2 separate regions of the Mus musculus genome follow, and region 2 is linked to region 1. A link is a contact called in public Hi-C data. All regions are on one chromosome and are shown on one strand. Each heading gives the region's core, a stretch centred on a gene start, on an enhancer-like site or on the middle of the called end of the contact. The rest is flanking DNA. Distances are from core to core; before and after follow the strand shown.

Region 1 (2,965 bases), core at 345-2,844:
TGTTCTGGAGTGACACTGTTGGCTCTGCTCTGTTCCTCAGCCCTGCAGGGACATCACATACCTGAGTAGCATCCCAGGCTTGGTACTGCAGCGTTCCCGTGAGGATGTAGTCACTCAGGTAGAAGATAAAGAGGCCGACGATGAGCAGTGGACTCACAAACGCCCACATGACCTTCCAGTACCAGCTGAGGGTGCGGCCAGTCATGGCCCGAAGGTCACTTTCAAATCTGTTTGGACCACAGGGGGAGAGCCTGGAGGGAGGGGCTCCGGATCCATACCCTCTGCACTTAGGAAGATGCTATTCTGGTTACCAGTGATCTTTGAGTGTGACCCTGAACCTGTCTGATCCCTTCCTTTCCTGGGGGAGGTGTTGTGGAAAAGAGAAAAGGGCTGATGCTGCCTAAGGGGAGAATGACCAAGAAGGAAGGGATCATGGGGCATCTCCCCAGTGTTGGCCTTCATAGGAAGGCTCCTGATGTGGACCTGAGGGTAATTCCTGGAGAAGATGGAGCCAGGGTGCATGGTGGAGGGGGATGCCAGTTTCCTCAGTCCACAGGGCAAGGATGACATTGCCACTCTGCCCACCCACCCACTCTGTCCATTAGTGATGATGAGTCCAAGTATTCTCTACTCCTCCTTGAGATGGCCTCAGAACAGGCACTTTGTGTTTGGAAGAGCAAGTAGAGTGGAGCAGTAGAGAAGAGGTTGTGAAGGGCTCTCTCTTCCCCTCCTCACAGGATGACTAAAAGAACAAGATCCTAGACTAGTGGTTCTCAGCATGTGGTCCCCGGAAGACCAAGGAAAGTGCTAGACATATCAATTATTGCACTTTCTCCCAGACTTTAGCCAGACCCCTAATGAAGGAGGTCCTGTAATCTTCATTTCATTGGCCACCAGTTTGAAAGCTCTATGTGACATTTTTGGCTCCGATGCATACTTCATCACTTGGAAGACTAAAAACATCCCAGTGTTGGACAGGGTTCTTGAAAATCCCCAATGATCAAAGTATCTAAGCCTGGAGGCTGAGTCCCTGATCAGAAAGCATGCCATGATAAAAAGTGTAGAACAGGAAATAGAAAGAGGCTGTTGGATGCAGGCCAACTGAGGAAGCAAGAGATGAATGAGATCTGAAGGCAAAGAGGCATCTAAAAGGGACATGCCTATTGAGGAAGGATGGTTTTCTTATAAGTGTGGCCCTGCAGCTTAGCTACCCCATGTAGAAGGCAGGGTCTGAGGTCGCCTTACCTCTTTAGCCCATACACATAGCACACAGCTATGGTCTCTACCAGCACAATGAGCAGCAGAGACAGCGTGGCTGTATAGTCATTGAATAGGTCAAACCAGTAGTTCCCAGCCTCCATGGTGAACACCATGCCAATGGCACAGTTGAGGAGGCATACCAAACCTGGAAGACAAGATCACTGCTCATCTCTCCGAGTCTCCCTACTCTCATCTCACATTATTTGCCAGCAGGAGCTACAGGTCCCTAGGTGTACTTTAAAGGGTAGGTTCACTGACATGAGCTATAGGAGCTGCTCTTTAGGGGATGTCAGTTCATGGAAAAAGGAACTAGGGACAGTATATACAACTGGGCTGCAGAGACCCAGTCCCGGGAAGGATGCCAAGTGCTAGGAGAGTCTGAGTAAAGAGAGTGTAGCTTTCAGTGAGTGGTCAGAACATGAAGACTGGATTACCCATCTTGTTTTACCCATCTTGGATATGGAGTTACAGAATCATCAGAGGCAGAGGTGTCTGGCCACAGAATTCTCATGACCCTGGATGGGTGCATGAGAGTGAAGTTAATGGTAGCCATCATGGGAAAGGCTTTACTAACAACCTCACAGTCAAAATGCATGAGGAAGTGGTATGTGCTCTCACAATGAATGATTTATCAGACAAGACCAGGGACTGACAACTGCACAGTGCAGCTATCTCACTGACAGGTTTTGAGTGTTGACAGCAGGCCTACAGTATCTTTGTAAATGACCTTTCAAGAGCAGAGGCAAACACAAGTAGCATTAGAAGTCAGAAAAGGGTGATCTGATTGGGGGCTTGTTGCCTGGAGAGTATGTGGAAGGAGCTCCTGGCCTGGGAACAGGACTCACCTTAGGAAATGGACAGTTTATGACTGTTGTCCTTCAATTAAAACAAAAACAGATGGGGGCTCTCAAAGCCTGGAAACCTGAGTGCAGGCTGGGGAGTTAGCCTTTGCCCAAGGGTGGGCTGACCGACCACCCTACTTCCCTGGGATGGGGTGTGTTTCTAGTCCATCTCCAGGGCTGAGTAGGACACAGTACAGGAACACAGACTCCTAGAGCCTGCTTCTGGAGTTGGCTTAGAAGCACAAGGCTCTTGAGGAAACCATTCTGCCAATTGCCTTACATTTCCCTGCCCACCCATACCCTCCCTCCTCAGCAGTGTGTCCTGACCTGAAATGGCCTCCTTGGGCAGGTAGCTGGAGATGATCTTGCTGTCAGTCAGAGGGGTGAGGATGGCCGTTCCTGTCCCCACCATGCTTCCCATACCCAGTGTTAGCAACATGAAGAAGTAGAGCACTGACCAGAGCTGGGAAACTTCCATGTTTTTAATGGCCTCAGTGTAGACGATGAAGGCCAGGCCTGTGCCCTGGACAGCCTGAGAGTGGTAAAATGATAGTAGTTATTACCTTGATAGTCTTTTTAACAAATGTGTTCAGTGTCAGGACCTGGGCTGAAGTAAAGGAAACAGGTGTGGCCAGCTCCAAGGTCCTGAGAATCAACTATACTGGCTCAAAAAAGCTAGCCAACACACACACACACACACACACACACACACACACACTGTGATGAACCCTGCATTACCCCTTCCTATCCCTCTTACATTTTAGATAAAATATTACAAAATTGTATTTGAGTCTTTGTTTCCAGTGCCAGAACTGAGAAAGTGTGATGGGCCCTGTGTGGTGGGCGTGACCTGGTAGGGTTCC
Region 2 (2,965 bases), core at 292-2,791, 81 kb after region 1:
CATTAGGAGCATGTGATAGCATATGCCCTCAAATTAAAATAAACCAGAGAATTAAGAATGCACTGTTTCCTTCTTCAAATCTATAGAGTAACCTTTTGTTGAATTGATTTTGATCTGGCTGGAGTGACAGGAGGAGGGAGGGTTAGATTTTCTTAAACAAGTTAAATTCTGTAATACATTAATATTTTTTACTGTCCTGATATCGAGAACTAATGTGCTGATTAGCTTTCTCTCCACCCATACACAAACACATGCTATTAGATCTCTCCTCCCATGTATACACAAACATGCTGTTAGGTAAATAAGAGCCACCCAGAAAACTATTGATAACACTTGAAATTTTTTTTTCATTTTCCTTTTCTCTGAATGGTTTTAAGCACAAGTGCTTAAAAATGTTTTACAGTTTTGAATATGACTTCACCTGCCTCCACTTATCACATGATAACACTATTAAGATAAAATTCTATTAAAACTTTACCTTTATGGCTGCCAAGGATGTTCCACAACTTACTGAACCAATATTTTTTTTTTTTCTGAATGGCTTAGCAAGTTTCTCACATTTTGATCTTATTAAAGGCGGTAGCCATGCTATTTTCTGTCTCTGTTCATATGCTGCGTTTTCCTTTAGATGAGGTTTTAGAAAATGGAATTGAAGAGGGAGGTTTTTATGCTGAGACTTACTTCCTTCATGCCATACTGACCCCAGAACGGTACTTGGACTTCGGAAAGTCCCAGTCCCAGAGTTCTCAGCTCTTTTCCCTGCTTTAGCGGGTGCAGGGTGAGGTGTCTGTCCCACCCTTAACCCCCAGTTTCTCCCCTAGGTCAGAGGAAACATTTATAAAAACAAAACAGCAGAACCAAGAAACTAATTCTCCGGGCACGGAATTATTTGTTTTTCCCTCCTGTGATTCCAAGCCCAAACTAAGTCTTCACATCTACAAACCGATCCTTTTTATTAAGAAAAAGTAAAAGAAATCGCTCACGATCCGTTTGACTGGTGTTTCAACTTGCGGTCGGGAACTTAAATTTCGGAACTGCAAGTTGCACGACAAGTTCCTGATAAACAATTTAGTGTCCTCTTTCACACCTCTGTAGACGGCACCGCACCTTTCCTCCCGGGACAGCAGGTTCCCCGCCGGCGCCGCCCTGCACCTGCTGGAGCCACAGTTCGGACTCGGGACCGCGAGGGTCAATTTCTTAGGGCGACAGTCCCCGCGCCGCGGCGTTCTCGGTTACAGGGGCCACCCGCCCTTGAACTTGAAGCGCGTGGGACCGAACACTTGGCCGAGCTGGGGTGTTCGGGACAGAACGCCACCCCGAGCGGAGGCTCGCGGGCCGGAATGCCACCGCCGCTCGGCGTCCAGGCACCCGGCGGTCCCGCCTGTGCGCACTCACCTCCGCCGTACATCTGGCACAGGTAAGGGAAGCGCCACACGTTGCCCAAACCCACGGCGTAGGAGATGCAGGCGAACACGAACTGCAGCGGATGGCCCCACTGAGGCCGTGCCTTCTCCATGTCCCGAGCTCGCTGCTCCCCGTCAGGGCCTGGTCTCTGGCCGCCGCCGCTCGCCCGCCTTTTAATTGCTAATCTCATTAACGCGCGCGCGGGGCGAGGCCGGTGAGTGGGGAACGGTGAGCCCCACCCTAGCCTCGGCGGGCGGGGAAGGCGCCCCTCCTTGGCCCTGCGTGTGGACTTCAGAGCTCGGGGAAAGGATCATGTTTCCTCAACTTCTTACTGATTAATCGATGACAATACTATATGCCTGGCACTGCTGTGCTGCGGGAAGACACAGCAACCCCACCCCTCCAGGGCTCACATTCAGGTGGCGGGAACATTTAAATACCACGGAGTGACTCGTTCTTAACTTCTTTTGACCCACTGGGGTAATTTCCTTTAATTAATACCACCCAGTTCACCTAAGTCGGTGATGCAGGGGCAATTTAGGTAAAGCAGAGAGAGAGACAAGTCCTAGAGACAGACAGGGATCCAGGACTTCCCAGAGGAGAGATGACTTTTGCACAGAGAGGGTGGGTGTGGAGATTCAGAGGCAGATCACTCTCCTAGCACTTCTGAGACCCTGAGTTTGATCCTAGCACACATGGGAGACTTAAGGGTCTCCAACTACCGGCCCTTGCCTGCACCTGTAGTGTGGGCAGAATCAGGTTTTGAACAGCTGCCTTGAGGCCAATGGGAGTCAGAGATTCTCTTCCCTGGGCCAGGTGGAAACCCAAGAATTCTCATGTTTTTGCCAGTCCAACAAGAAGATATAAATGAACCTAACTCAGTAAAGTTTGGTACAGTGATGCAGGATCTGTTGTTTGCGTCTATATTCCACCACAGACTAAATTCTGTGACTTGGCAAGCCATTTAACATCTTTGACCTTGTTTCATCTGTAATAGAAAAAAAATCTGCCCCAACCTATCCTAGGACTTTTAACCTTAAAACAGTAAAGAAAGCAAAGTCACAACACAGTGGAAGAAACTCTAGATTCTTAAGCTTTAGTATATATATATATACTAAATATATATATTTCCTGCATCCTCCTATGTCTAGTTCCAGTCTTGTTGGTGGACATTTGTGTTGTCCAGTTTGTGGCTACTATGAATAGAACCAAAGTGAACATTCTAATATGGCAGGTAGATGGACTATTAGGAACTTTGGGACTATGTGCGGCATCAAAAAATATCAGTTCACATTCTCATTAATCCCAGCTGCTCTGCATCTTTACTGTCATTCCACAGACTGTTTTTTGTTTTAACAAAGCAAAACAAAAACAAGCATTTATTGGGACCAGGTGCCATGGCATGAGTGGAGGTCAGAGGTCAGAGCAAGTGGTCTTACCATCTTGCTGGCACTGCCATTCTGTTTTTAAAGTTCTGTCTAGATTTGTGACTTTGTGCTGATGGTTCAATTTACCCTTTGACTTCCCAGGCAACTGACAAGTTGGCTACCATCTGAAATTT

The links. A called contact is a pair of places that touch in the nucleus more often than the background predicts.
Region 2: a Hi-C map of conventional type 1 dendritic cells shows a contact between it and region 1, with 1.8 times the contacts expected there. The contact joins the promoter of Slc6a20a here to the enhancer-like site in region 1. A contact is called at or near these places in 1 of 39 promoter capture datasets (HPC-7-derived erythroid cells), 2 of 484 Hi-C or Micro-C datasets (conventional type 1 dendritic cells and female germline stem cell-derived STRA8 germ cells), 1 of 115 datasets of contacts at active chromatin or transcription factors (embryonic stem cells) and 3 of 9 other capture datasets (adipose tissue, liver and pancreatic islet).

What each region holds. Positions count from the first base shown.
Region 1 is chr9:123,595,982-123,598,946 of GRCm38.p6, forward strand. Slc6a20b (solute carrier family 6 (neurotransmitter transporter), member 20B) reads right to left here. Exons shown (of 11, transcript NM_011731.4): 8 at 2,430-2,634; 9 at 1,246-1,405; 10 at 62-227. Among named protein-coding and RNA genes, the nearest start is that of Slc6a20b, 35 kb to the right of the region's middle. Within about 2 kb of position 1,595, at least 4 of the 459 cell types and tissues checked have an H3K27ac peak or open chromatin away from gene starts, as enhancers often do. A contact at or near this core is called in conventional type 1 dendritic cells, where this site is marked.
Region 2 is chr9:123,677,291-123,680,255 of GRCm38.p6, forward strand. Slc6a20a (solute carrier family 6 (neurotransmitter transporter), member 20A) reads right to left here and starts at 1,542. Exons shown (of 11, transcript NM_139142.2): 1 at 1,396-1,542. The coding sequence starts at 1,516.